Linked DNA regions of Zea mays: region 1 is linked to region 2. The links are chromatin contacts, called in public Hi-C maps. All regions are on one chromosome and are shown on one strand. Each heading gives the region's core, a stretch centred on a gene start, on an enhancer-like site or on the middle of the called end of the contact. The rest is flanking DNA. Distances are from core to core; before and after follow the strand shown.

What was found. Hi-C and Micro-C count contacts between places; a contact is called where the count stands out from the background.
Region 1: a Hi-C map of leaf shows a contact between it and region 2, with 4 times the contacts expected there. The contact joins the promoter of LOC100276582 here to the promoter of LOC100274098 in region 2. A contact is called at or near these places in 9 of 25 Hi-C or Micro-C datasets (bundle sheath, ear, leaf and 3 more).

Annotation. Positions count from the first base shown.
Region 1 is chr3:181,307,950-181,314,770 of Zm-B73-REFERENCE-NAM-5.0, forward strand. LOC100276582 (senescence regulator) reads right to left here and starts at 1,858. Exons shown (of 1, transcript NM_001150336.2): 1 at 882-1,858. The coding sequence starts at 1,779. The coding sequence ends at 1,144. LOC103650974 (sorting nexin 1-like) reads left to right here and starts at 2,157. Exons shown (of 11, transcript NM_001301564.1): 1 at 2,157-2,259; 2 at 2,366-2,494; 3 at 3,193-3,328; 4 at 3,461-3,594; 5 at 4,208-4,279; 6 at 4,448-4,607; 7 at 4,900-5,033; 8 at 5,142-5,210; 9 at 5,295-5,374; 10 at 5,563-5,623; 11 at 5,720-6,195. The coding sequence starts at 2,248. The coding sequence ends at 5,929.
Region 2 is chr3:181,144,520-181,151,741 of Zm-B73-REFERENCE-NAM-5.0, forward strand. It overlaps LOC100274098, which reads right to left and starts at 5,276. Exons shown (of 2, transcript NR_158625.1): 1 at 4,103-5,276; 2 at 3,605-3,896.

The DNA.
Region 1 (6,821 bases), core at 608-3,107, 160 kb after region 2:
TTTATCATTGACTAAAGAAGTGTCAAGGTGAAGCAGTGTAGCCAAGTAGATAATCACACAATCCACGAACGACCAGAGGGAGAGACATGCCTCTGATTTCAAACTAAAGAAGAGTACCTCCGCTTGGAATCTGGGGCTTGTTACAAGGTTTCTTGCCCCCATAGTTCCTCGTATTCATCATGCTATTGTTGCCCCACAAGAACAAACTTCTTGACTTTTGGATTGTCCATATACAAGCACAAGGTCCTAAATGATATTAATAGAAGGGTATTACGAAAGGGCCTCTAGCTAAGTTGGTTAGGCCACCAAAGCATAGGTCTAAGGCTTACCCCAGTTGCGGTCGTTTTCACATGGGCTACGATGTCACTTTGTATGGGTGGGATAGGGGTTCAAAGGTTTTCTCGACCTGTGTGAGAAGGTATTCTTTACAATGTGTGAGAAGGTCTTCTTTACAATGTCCCGGGGCTGTCTTACCACCGCAGGTCGGGGTTTTTTTAATTGAAGGGTATCTTTCTTTTGGTCCATCATTCATTGGATTGGACTGACAGCATTTAAAGAAATAAAGTTTCCAAACTTAATCATATATGTGTACTAAGTAGTAATATGTGGCCTGAAAAGCGCAAATGACTAAACTAAAAATGACTAACATGATACTATCCAGATAATCCCACCGTTATGCCACACAAGAACAAGCTATTCATCTAAAAATTGATCTCCACATCCTATGGTTACAGCTTCACTAGAATTCATTGAAGAATCAGGATGTAGAGGGATTACATTAAGTTAAAAGGAACAACATAAGACAAGTATCCATAAATCAGACCAATCTGCTCCACTCCTCTATCACACCAATGTACACAAATTGACACATCTAGTAAATGTAGAACAACTGAAAATGAACACCTTATTATTTATTGCAGTAAATTGCTCCTAACAAACACAGAATCACTCGTGTGACATATTTCAACTTAGTTCTTATAGCCCACCAAATGAAGAGTTTACAAGTACTAGAGCAGACATGTTTTACAGGCGTGACTAAAATTAACAAACACAGGTGTGCATGACAACCAGATGTCCAGACTCCCATATAATTTTTTCAGTCACTTCTACCTGAGGGCTACTGGCCAGTGCAAATGGCACGGGTCAGTCGAGGAATCCAGTCTTCCGCCAGACAGCATTGCGTACCTGGCGGAGATCCCGCCCCTTCAGTGTGCGCCCGGCTCCCTCCAGCATTGAGAACGTCGTCATCGGCGACTCCCGAGCCCGCGCGCGCGCTAACATCTCGTGTGGCGGTAGCATCTCCTCGTATTCATCCTCCGCTTCCCCCATCACCATCACCACGGGCGGCTTCCGCAGCCGCGCCGCAGGAACGTTGACCGGCAATGATTGCGGCACATACGGCGCCGGTGCCGGCGCCGGGCGGGGAACGGCAGGGATCATGCGGGGAGGGGCCGCAGCCGGGGAAGCGGGGGACGAGGACGTGGATGAAGAGGACTGAGGCGGCGAGCGGCGGCGCTCGGGGAGGGCGTCCAGGATGCCCTCCGGCGGGCGGCGTAGGCGTGGAACAGGGCTAGGGTTTGCATGGCGGACGGAGGACAGGATGAGTGGGCGGCGCAACGGCTGCGGCGGCTCGGGCGAGCCGGATCCTGCGGAGAAGAGGTCGTCCTCGTCAAGCTCGAAGGCCGTAGAGGCCGACTGTTCTCCGGCAGCTGCGGAGCGGGCGAAGGAGCCAAGGAAGCGCTCGGAGCTGACGGAGTTCCTGTGTCGCATGCGATCCATGGTTGAGCTAGCGCGTGCCGTCGCGTGTGCCAGTGTGAGTGTGGGACTGTGAGGGTGGGGGAGATGTCACGTCACTGGTGAGAGGTGACGAGACGGCGACGAGCGCGCAGGTGATCAACGAAATGGGAGGCGTGCCGATGCAGATTTGGGGTCCACGAGTCTGTGGTGGAGGTGGAGCCAGCCCTTTGGAGAAGACGATGCCATAGTTTTGAGATTCGTGCGCCGTTTCGACGGGTCAGATTCTGGATCGACCACTCTTGGGCCCAGTCCTGAACGCGGGCTCGGATCAAGTCGGGACTCGAGCCCGTAATCCCGTAGCTTAACAAACAATCTTCTAAACAAAAATACCCACGGAAAATCCAATCAGGGAAAAAATCCATTTCCCTTTCTTCTGAAGTCGTCCTCTTCTTCCCGTCGCTTCGCCGTGCCGCACCTGCGAGGAGAGGAGACTTCGCCGCGAAGCTCACCATGATCTCGCCGGTAACCACTATACCCGCTCCTTCGCATCATACCTTCTGCTGCGCTTCTGACCATTGGTTCGGTCGGCTGGAATTTGGAGCTGAATCTGTCTATGGGGCTCTCGCAGGAGAGGAGCTCGTCACAGAGCCAGCGGTCGGCGGCGGCGGGGGCGCCGTTCCTGTCGATCTCCGTCACGGATCCCGTAAAGATGGGTACCGGCGTGCAGTCCTACATCTCCTACCGCGTCATCACCAAGGTAACAATTGTTTGGCCTCGGTACCATACCACTCGTGACTCGTGAATCGCTCCTGGTTTAGTGGTTGTTTTTTGTAACATGGTGCTCACAGACTATATGCTTTGCTTGCACCCATGCGTGCTTGCTCTGATTTTAGAGCTTTTTTTTGTTTGCACAGTGTGTGTGTGTGTGTGTGGAGGTATAAAAGCAGGATCAGTGGGACTCTGATTTTGGATCACGGCCTCCTAATATAGATCTGGAACTAATATCGGATGTAATCCAGTAGTAATTGGAACTCATTGGTTTACAAAACTCATGTGTCGTTCTAGATTTGATAGAGCATTAATCAGTAGAGCTATCAGCAATGTATTTGCTGGGAAAAGAAAACAGTGGGAAATCAAGTCGTGTTTCTGAAACATTTAAGTTGAGGGGCAATGAAGAGGAGTTGTCGCACTAGTTCTATGGAGGAAGGTGGTGTTATGACTAGACAGGTGGTTGTGTGTTGAGTTTGTGAAAATTGTATGTTTAAGTTTTGAATTAGAAACCAAAACTGTATCAATTATACGAAAGATTCTATCTAGGCAACTTACAATAGGAATGGCATGATAACTTTTATGTCTAATAGCCAGTGACTATGCACTTTTCTTGTACCGAGATATGGAACTTGTTCACCTTCAACACTTGTTGATTTGCTAATCTAGTAACATTTGTTTCTGCAGACCAACCTCCCTGAATTTGAGGGACCAGAGAAAATTGTTATTCGGCGCTATAGTGATTTTGAATGGTTGCATGATCGGCTTGCTGAGAGGTACAAAGGCATTTTTATACCCCCTCTTCCGGAGAAGAATGCTGTTGGTAAGATCCCAAATTATGGTTTTCGTATCAACGTTTTTCATTTAATCTCTTGAGGACAGAAAACATCTGGAATTCTGAATAGTTGTATCGATAATGCATCTTTTTTAATCTATTTCTATTCTTTTTCTTCAGAGAAATTCCGGTTTAGCAAGGAGTTCATTGAATTGCGGCGTCAAGCTCTGGATTTATTCGTTAACAGGATAGCTTCACACCCTGAACTCAAGCAAAGTGATGTCTTGAGGACATTTTTGCAAGCAGATGAAGAGGTAAAACATTTCATTGCACGGCAGCAGACTGATGTGTTTTTTTCTTGTTACGCATTACTTTGATTCTTATTGACTCAAAACTTCATTGGATAGGTTCATCAGAAATCGCTATTTAATTAGTTTATAAGTTTTTTTGCATAAACTCATGCTTCGTGAAATCTGAGTAGCGATTACGTTTGAGAAATGTGAATTGAAGTCTTTTGACGTTTTCTTCCAATGAAATTCTTTTGGCATGATATGCATAGATGTCCTTAGGATATTTGCCAATAGACATAACATAGATGTCCTTAGGATAGCTGCCTTATGTCTAGGGGTCATTTGACCTGATTTCTCACTGAAATTTCCATCACAAACATAAATAATAAGTCAGATATATCGGCTGTGAAGATTTAATAGTTAGATTATGTTATATGAATTCAACTGCTGACTTTGCAATGGTCATTTGCAACCTTCTACCTCATCGGCTTGGTGCTCTCTTGATTATTGTCTTATAACTTTTTATATCAGGACTTCATGTGTTGCTTATCTCATTCTTTTGACTGAATAATTCATTTTGTTGGTTTTGATGGCATTCCTTCTGCTCATGTTTCTTTTTCCAATGCTTTTGAACCAGATAATGGATAGGGCAAGATCTTATGAGACTGGTATTTTTAAGAAACCGGCAGATTTCATACAGATGTTTAAGGTATTGTCTTCTGTAATCCGTATGTCCAGTGAGACATCCTTGTTACTTCCTGAACATTGTTCTTAGTTCTTACTGGATTATAACAAGCATTATGCTGTATAACTCCCCTCTGTTCGTCTCACTATTGATATCCATTTGCAAGTTAACAGACGTGGTATCATTTTTTAGGATGTGCAGTCAAAAGTCAGTGATGTTGTTCTGGGAAAAGAAAAGCCTGTGGAGGAATCTACTCCTGAATATGAGAAGCTTAAAAATTACATATTTGAGCTAGAAAATCATTTAGCAGAGGCCCAAAAACAAGCATACCGTCTTGTGAAAAGACACAGAGGTATATCAGTTGGCCGTTTGAAAAATGGTCCTTCGTTACTTCTGAATTTCTTCATGTTAAAATACCTTGCAACTTTGCAATTTCTTTTTCATTGTGAAATTGTTTTGAAAAATCCATAAAATGCAATTTCAGAAAACAAATGTTTGAAGTTTATTTCAAATAAATAAATAATCTGGCCTAAACATCATGTGGAATTCGAACCCAAAGACCATCAATAAGACCCTCATTTTTTTTCTTGGTTGTTTAAATGGATAGCAAGATGAGTTACACAGTCCTAATTTTGATTCATTAGAACTTGGTCAATCTTTGGCGGACTTTGGAAAGGCGATTAAGCATTTAGGTGCTTGTGAAGGAGATTTGATGGAAAAGGTGTTTTCTGAAGTTGGTTCGAAGTCAGAGATGTTGTCAATAAAGCTGCAAAGAGAGGTAATCATGATATCCTCTTACATAGTACTACTTGGTACTGGATATCTTATGGAACAGTTTATATTGATGTTTCTATGACCTCATGATGTTGAGACGCTTCTACTGTAGGCAGACAACCTTCTCTTTAACTTTGAAGAACCCTTGAAAGATTATGTGCGTGCTGTACAATCTATAAAAGTGAGCATTTCCCTCTCTGTCTCTATTGTATCATATTATTTGTTGTAATGTCAGAAATTTTAACTAATTTGGGTTTCATTACAGGCCACTATGCTTGATCGAGCCAATGCTTTCAGGCAGCACTTCGATTTGGATCAGGAGAGGAAGTATAAAGAGCTTAATCTGTACGTATTGCAAAATCCATTTTCTTTTTTTGTTCTGTCCAGTCCAGAATAATGTTAAGTGATCAGGAAAATAGGAATCACTGTGTTTGCAATACCAAATTCAGAGCCCTCAACCAACTAGGACTCCCTGATTTGTTAGTAACATGGTTGTTACATACTGCAACTTTCTAATGTTGTTCTCACTGCAGTGAAAAATTGAAGTTCATGAACCCTGAAAAGTATGCCGAAGCAGAATCTGAGTTTCGAGAGGCAAGTTTGCTGTAACTTCTCATTGAGAATTCTTAATGTAATCTTGTCGACGAGGTTTACATAAGTTTTTGTTCATTGATGTCTTGCTCCTTACAGTTGAAAGCAGACAGTGAGGAGGCTACTAAGAAGTTTGAACACATAGTTAGACTAATGAATGAAGAGCTTGCTCGTTTCCAGGAGCAAAAGACAGCTGATATTGGACTCGCATTCCATGAATTTGCCAAGGGTCAGGCTAAGCTAGCTAAAGACATTGCGGATGCATGGCGCAGCGTCCTCCCAAAGCTCGAAGCTTGTTCCACATCATAAATGTGATTTGTGTTTCCTCATGATGTTTGGGAATGGGATAGGGGGTTGGCAGCTGGTGAGTTTAGGCTGTTTTTTCCCAGCCTGTTTTGACACTGATTACTGTATACTTGAACTGCGGTTTGGAAATGCTCCAGCTGTTAGGTTCAGTTGACGTCATTTCTTGCTGTTTGAGCTTTTAACCGTCTTCTTTTCTTAGATCAACTGAAATAGCTACTGGAATCTCGTGATATTGATAATCAATGATGTACCATGATGCTACTTCCTGGAACTTCTTTAGCTTGATTTTTTTTCCTGAAGTGTTCAAGCGAGAAATAGATAGCAGGATTTAGAGGGCTCTTAAGTCTTAAAGCATCTATATAAGAGAGGCTCTAAACGTGACCCTATTTTAAATATAGGGTTTAGAAACATAAAACACTTTTTCAAGAGCGGCTCTATTTTAAAATTTCATAAAAAATTATAGGGCTCGGTCTTTCGAGTTCTAAATATAGTACTCCATATACTGGAGCTCTATCATCATTTCCTTTCGATCTTCAACCATTTATTTCTTAATAATATGATTTATTTTCTAAATAGTATTATATAAGGTTTAACTGTTAGAGTAAAAAATTCTTTTGACATCCTAAATAATTTAAATATGGTCTTGTTTCAAATTTTAGGACTCTATTTTAGAATTTATTGTTGAAGATGCTCTCAGTAGTTATAGAGATGCAGCCCTTAATCATGTGCCGTTTACAGAGAGGCTTCTCATGATCCTGGGACCTGGGCTCCCCAGGTGGCTCCTCCATAGAGAAACCAGACAACCGATGTAAACCAGCGTCTCCGTCGCGCCATTTCTACCGCGATGAACCCCAGCTTGATCCGCCTCAAACTTTATCCACCTATCCGGATCCGG
Region 2 (7,222 bases), core at 4,026-6,525:
AGGCGGCACGTCCATTAATGCTGACACACGGTCTTGGGCTTGGCAGGGTTCACGGGACGCCGCCTTCGTTTGGCCTTTGGCCATCCGCTACAGAGTACGTACAGACCACCAGTGCAAACTCCACGCGAACCTCCAAGCTACTTACTGTAAGGGCCAATGCGAGCTCGCGCGCGGCGGGCGGCGCCGAGAGCCCGAGACGCGCGCACCGCCCACCACCGGGTCATTATGGGGGTTGCCGGCGGTGGCGGCGTGGCGGCTACTCGTAGCGATGGAAGGGGGTGCTTTACATTTATTATTATCGGGACATCACTAATCCCGATCCGCGCTATCCTGTGACCCGCGAGCCGTTGAAGCTGCGCGTGACGCCGAGCTCCACCTCCACACGCGTCCGAAACGCCTTCATTGCCGTGTGCCCGTGTCCTTGTCCTGTTCACCACCTCTCTCGTTTTGTTGTGCTGGGCGAGCGATCTATTTTGATAACCACCTTAACAAAGTCAACGCACAGTTAAAGCTATACACTCTACTCCGTCGGTCCTTAAATATTAGTGTCGCTATAGTTTCCGTTCAAAAGTTCTTTAAATTCAAATTAAAAATATTTAATTTTATGAAAAAGGAGAACGACACTTATTTTTAGAAACGAACAAGTACATTCATCCTACTAGTACGTTAGCTATCCTAGACATTTTCTACGTTCATCTCATTATGATCGTACTAGTATGTTATGCACGATACTCCCAAATTATCAGCAGCCCTGCGATTTACATGGTCGCAGGATGCTGATCCACGTATCTGTTCTCGTTTACTGAAAGGAGAATGAAAAGTTATCGGACCCTGACCCGAACGGTCTAAGGCTATCTGCAGAGGAGAATGAAAAGTTATCGGACCCTGACCCGAACGGTCTAAGGCTATCTGCAGCGCTCGACGCTACCGCCCCCCTCCACTTGCATGTCGGTGTTCTCGTTTACTGAAAGGAGAATGAAAAGTTATCGGACCCTGACCCGAACGGTCTAAGGCTATCTGCAGCGCTCGACGCTACCGCCCCCCTCCCCTTGCATGTCGGTTGTAGGGGGCACCCTATGGTCGTAGCGATGCCCCTACAGCGCTCCCTACGTGTCGGTTCTCTTCTCTCTCCTCCCAGATTAGCGTGTCACTGTTCATCACCCTAAACATTGTGCTGTGGGTCCACGAGTAATTGTTAGTAGATAAAAACATTAATAGTTGGTATAGAAAATGATATTTTATAGTGGTAGTGGGGTATAGGGTGTATTTAGAGGAACCGCTGCGGGAGATGAAAAAATAGGAGGAGAAATAGGGGGAAAAAGTAATATAAGGGGAAAAATTTAGAGGTAACGGTTGCGGATAGCCTAATAGACCAAGAAAAAGAGGAAAATCGGTCAGCAAAACAGCCACGGAGGTCATAATGATATGAAAGGTGTGTTATTTTTTATTGTTTAGTTAAGGAGGAAAAACGCTAGTTTTTACTATAGTCGAGACATAAAATTGACCTTCTCATGTACACCAACCTAAACAGTCTACAAAAATAATGAAGGCCCAATAAGAAACGGGCCTTGGCGGTTGTTATTTGCAATAGCAGCCTAGCCCATTGGGCTCCGGCCTCAACTCAACCAACACGAAAACAATAATGGACCAGTTAACTTGCGCGGCTGTTAAATTCTTTTATTAAGACCTTGTTTAGCTAATCCTCTCTCTGTAGAAATTAATTGAAGGAGACACGAGCACTAGGATTCTGTTCAACGAAATTTTTTCGTGGAGAAGTCCACAGAAACTATTTCGATCAACAAAATTTCTCTATTTTCCTATAGCGTAGGACTCGAGGGAATCTGAAGAGCAAGAGCTCGGGAAAACAAATATTACGTATCTTTATATTTTATGTTTCCATTGACCTACTTGGATTGCGATATTTGATATGCGGGATTTACAAATATTCTACCTTTCCGGAAGTCAGAACATCCTACATATTGATTCAAAGCTTGAGCCAACAGAAAAGAAGTTCATCGAGGAACTTAGTAAAAAAAACTGTAGTTTAGGTATAAGACATGTCATAAGCGGAATGGTAGAAGAGGCTTCACGCGAGGGTGAGGTCACTGGTTTATTTTTCTAAACCTTTTCTATGTTTCATGGAAAAAATACACTTGAGGTTTTCTTATCTTGACTGTCAGTGGAAATCGATTTTCACTACGACTCTCAGTTACCCGCGTGTAAAAAAAATATTATACTGGCTCATAGTACTGCCGGTTCTAAAAAACGTCAATATAAATAGGTTGAGAACCTCCACTATATATATCTTTTTTATACCATATGGTATTGTAAAGTTGAGCGATAACTTTGTTTTTCTATGACTAATCAATTATGTTCGAGGTGTTATGTTTTTAGGATTGCTCAGTAACTTTTATAAATTTAGTGTATCTTTGTAGAGAAGTTGTCTTACTCTAATTTAGGATTTATGAGCAATTGAAAATGTCTTGTAGCAATTTTATATTTTAATTTCTAATTTATAAGAATTACTATTCATCCTCTGTACACGACATCTTTAAAATCTTTCGGAGCCGGACAAAATTTCTTTATTTTCCTATAGCGTAGGACTCGAGGGAGTCTGAAGCTCGGGAAAATAAATTTTACATATCTTAATATTTTATTTTGATATTTTATGTTTCCATTGATCTACTTGGATTGCGATATTTGTTATGCGGGATTTACACATATTCCACCTTCCCGGAAGTCGGAACATCGGAACATCCTACATATTGATTCAAAGGTTGGGCCAAGAGAAAGTAAGGTGATGTTTGGTTTATATGTTTGTAATGTAATAGGTAACAAATAACGTTAAATTATATTTGTTTAAGTCTAATCGTAATCGGATACCACACTAGAAATTGATAGCAGCCTATTTAAACTTGTTATTGCTGGTAATCAAATGCAAAACATTATCGTTACCATTTACGTTACATTTTGGAAACCAAACGACACCTAAGTTCATTAAAGAACTTGACACTAGTAGAAAAAAGATTAAGGACTAGTTTGGAACCCTATTTTTTCAAGTGATTTCTATTTTTTCAAAAGAAATTAGTTGGTTTTTCTTTGGGAAAATAAAAAAAAACTTATGAAAATGAAGTTTCCAAAAACCGGTCCTAAATCATGAAGTGAAGTTTAATTTTTTTAGGTGGATTTTGTTATCAACCGCAAGTGCTATTTCTAAATGTTGGTTTCTTTATAAAATCGTCGATATAAATTATATTTCTAGAGATTGTTCGTTAAGAAAAAAGAAAAACCGCCGTTAGAAATCTTTTATATCCTTATTTTTTTGAGTTTTTAAACGACCTCGGATGATAAAACTATCAAAATAAAAGTTGTGGGTCTCGAAAAATTATGAAACTTTATAGTTAAAAACATTTTTATTTGAAATCATCTCGGCTCTCAAAAAATGCATCCTAATTTTTATTTGAAATTCGGCTCTCAAAAAGCTTTATAGCTAACAACATTTTTATTTGACAATCGCGTTATTTGTAACATTAAGAAAAGAAACTAGTTAGTTTGCCGATATTTTTGTGTGATGACGATACTGAACATCGAGTGTGGTGGTGGTGGTCCACGGTACGGTGCGCGCGCGTCGTTGGATATCACTATGGATGCAAGTGTGTAGAGCACAAGACTACTGTTAGACAGTGTGATGTACCACTATTTCCCCGACGATCGTAATCATTATTCATACTTTGATAGCCTCTTGCAACCGGGTGACCCACTGGCAGGCACCATGTACGATCCGCAGCTCTGCAGTCTGCACTACTACCGGTCGGCACCATTTGCATGCATCTATCTGGCTTCGTCTTTTTATCGGTGCATCTTTGCACACAGAAGAATCGAATCCTCTTGCTTTACTAAGCTTACAGAAAAGAAAAAAACTGAATCAATAGCTACAATAACATATTAGTTTCGTTAATTAAAGTCGACATGAAATGTAGCTTGATATAGTAATATTGGTACGTGGTAGATGTTAACATTTCTCTCTTTTTTTCTAAAACAAAGTAAAACTTATGACATCTAATAAACTCTACTCGTAGGGCATGGGGATGGACAGGAGTACCCGTTTTGCTCGTTCGCCATGGACTCGTGACCCGTCCGTAGTCCATGCGTGCGTGCATGGTACGTACGGTTCGCCCCTCGATCTTGTTTAACACAGAATAATCTGCATAGGTTGATCGATCGTACTCGTACGTCTAGGTGGGTCAACGACATAGGTTGATCGTCAAGAGAACCGTACACTAGTACTCTTCTCTAGTCTCTACACATTTTAGAACGACGAGATTAACACGTAGTAGTACTACATATATAATAAGGTAATGCAAATAAACTGTGAAGATTTAGCTCAGCTTAATCCAAACATGACACGGCGAGCGCTCCGGCTCCATCTGGTTTGCCCTTGTCTGCCACCTCCAACTCCCCCGTCGCAAACGACGTGCGAGATGAGGCCTGCTGCGAAGAGCGAGCCGGGTCGGCGGCTACGGCGGCGACGACGACGACGTCGATGAAGGCCGCCACGATGGCGCAGTGCGTGTCGCCGTCGTTGGCTCGCAGGTACCAGCCCAGCATCTCCTCCAGCCAGCCCCAGTGGCGGCCGATCCCGTGCGCGGCCACCATCTCCTCCATGGACGCCCGGAAGTCCACGTACGGGTCGGCGGACTCGAACGCGACGGCCACGGCGCCGCCGAACGCCTGCTCCCGTTTGGTGGCAGACTTCTCCTCGAGGATGGAGTTGGTGGCCGACGCGCCTGGGTCGAAGAGGAGCCGGTCGGAGCGGACCCCGCGCACGACGACGGCGTCGTCCGCCGCCGCGTCGTCGCACGCCGCCGACGCCGACGCCGACGCCTCGGACGCCGTGGAGAGGCTGTCGGAGCAGCAGCAGTCCTCCTGCAGCGCGGAGGAGGCCGTGAAGGACGAGTCGGCGGAGTCGAGGACGATGGAGGCGACGGTCCTGGCGCCTGCTGCTGCTGCTGCTGCTGCTGCCTGCGGCTGCGTCGTTCTTGGGTTCTTGCTGGACGGCCATGGCCAGGCTGGTGCGGGAGGAGGAGGAGGCGGCGGTGGTAAGGAGGAAGTGTCCCTTGCCTTGCCGTGGAAGAGGGAGCTCAGAGCCAGCCTTCTGGTCACCATGGCCGCAGCAGCGCTCGAGGTGAAGATGAACCCGAGGAACAGGAGTAGAGGTAGGAGGAAAGGTTGGTGCGTGCCTTAACCCTGCTTGCAGACTTTTTTGTGCGAGAGCGAGACAAGGGCGGACGGCTGGGCTGGGCAGGGCAGCTTGGTTTTAAAGGAGTTTGCGAGGGAAAAAGGTGAGCAGGAAACGGGCGGGATCTTCTGCGACGCACTCCATCTGCTCGCAGCCACGCAACGCACGGTGCGGCCGCGTGGGGCGTGAGCACTTGGGACTGGTGCTGGAACAGTTGTAGTTTCACGTCACAGCACCAGTCCCATCGTGTACACAGACGATCCAGCAGGCTTGAAAGACCGACACTTGCGCGTGCAATTTGCAACGCAGGAGGGACAGGAGGACAAAATGTCTGATTTGCAGGGGTACCTTACCTGCGCTGCGTCGTAGGACCTTGCCTTTGTTTTTCACCGCGAAGGTTTCGGTGTCTTTTCAACGAACACTAGCACGTCAAAGATTCATTTCACGGAAAAGATGGTCTCCGGCCGCTTGCGTTCCTAGTATTTCGTTGGTTCGTGCTACTGGCGTTTTTTCCCCCGCTCCCAGTGATGATCAGATCAGTGGCCTACTAGTATTCTCGCTGCTACTGTCAAAGGACAAAGTATCCGTGAGGAAACTCACGTCGCCGGCCCAGGAACAATGTACAGTGCTGAGTTGGTGATGCAGCTAAAACAGTGGCGCGCCGCTGTCGACTAAAAAGCGGACAGTGCAGTGCAACAGGCATGGACCTAGCACGCAACCGGGCGGCAATGCAAGCCGAAACCAGAGAGACGACCAGACCCACGCTGCACACCTGCATTTACCCATGACGTGAGAGGAGCAAGCAAGCAAGCAGCAGGGCCGCCTGGCGCCTGCCGTGAAGGGCTACTAGCCCCTCTTTCCGTTTCTCCTCCGCCCTTCTGAAAGCTCTGCCTGTTGCGTTCTGTTCTCCACACTTTCCCCCGGTCGTCGTCGTCTCTTCCATTTACTGTGGGAGATTGGACGTGCCTTCGCCGCTGCAAAAAAAAAAAAGTTTGGACGACATCTCGCCGGGCCCCGTACTGCGTATCGGCGTTTACTCACGCTGCTGTGTGCTGTTGGCAAAAGGAATATTTTCCTTTTCCGAATTTTGCCGCCAAGGCCGGACCGCTCCATAATCTCTTGCCTCGTTGTCGTCTGCTCCCTCCCTCTGTCCTCCTAAATAGATAATTAGTCGTTAGTGTTATAGGATTTATTTTTTTTCACCAAAATCATTATCCGGCTGATTGGCACGCTCGCCCGATCCAGACCGACCAGAAACGAGTATTTTTGTGTAATAGTAGATGCAGCTAAAGAGCTTCAAAATAATTTGTTTTGCATCAACTCATGTAACTCATGCTCTAGATATTAGTTAATTAAACAAATGCTCAGATAAATTAAATGCACGTAGTGACATAGAGCGAGACGATGCGACCAACCAATTAGACGGTATAATTTTTTTTTTATTTTTCAACGTACTTTTATCTTCTTTTATTTTCCACTCTATATCTCTGCTTCTCTTTGACTCTCTTCGTTTTTTATGACCACTCCTTTTCACATTTTTTACTTTTCGTATCTAAACTAAAAGGTTAATTTATTTGGAATGCGGAAAGTACATCACATCACTATCTGGATCGGACCGACGACGATCATTTCCGCTTTGGTGTAGCCTATCCGATCTACATGATGCTAAATTGCATTGTCTTGGAACAGCTATATGCATCCTGCAGGGTGGTATAGGTTTCCAATTTGGGGTGGAGTCGTGGAGATAATCGAATAAAGGTTAACGCCGTGGTACACACTAGTGGCTGACATGATCACATGAAAACGATTCTGGAAACGCCACAGGCTCAAATTTGAAGTAGAGCAGCAGGGACAAATATATATATGTCCCTAAAATTCGGCAAATCAGCCAGACCAGATGTTATCGTATCGTCCTTTAGGATAAACTCCACGTGTTTCTCTGTGACGAGTTCTTCTAAGAGGTGTTCGGAGGTCTATCTATAA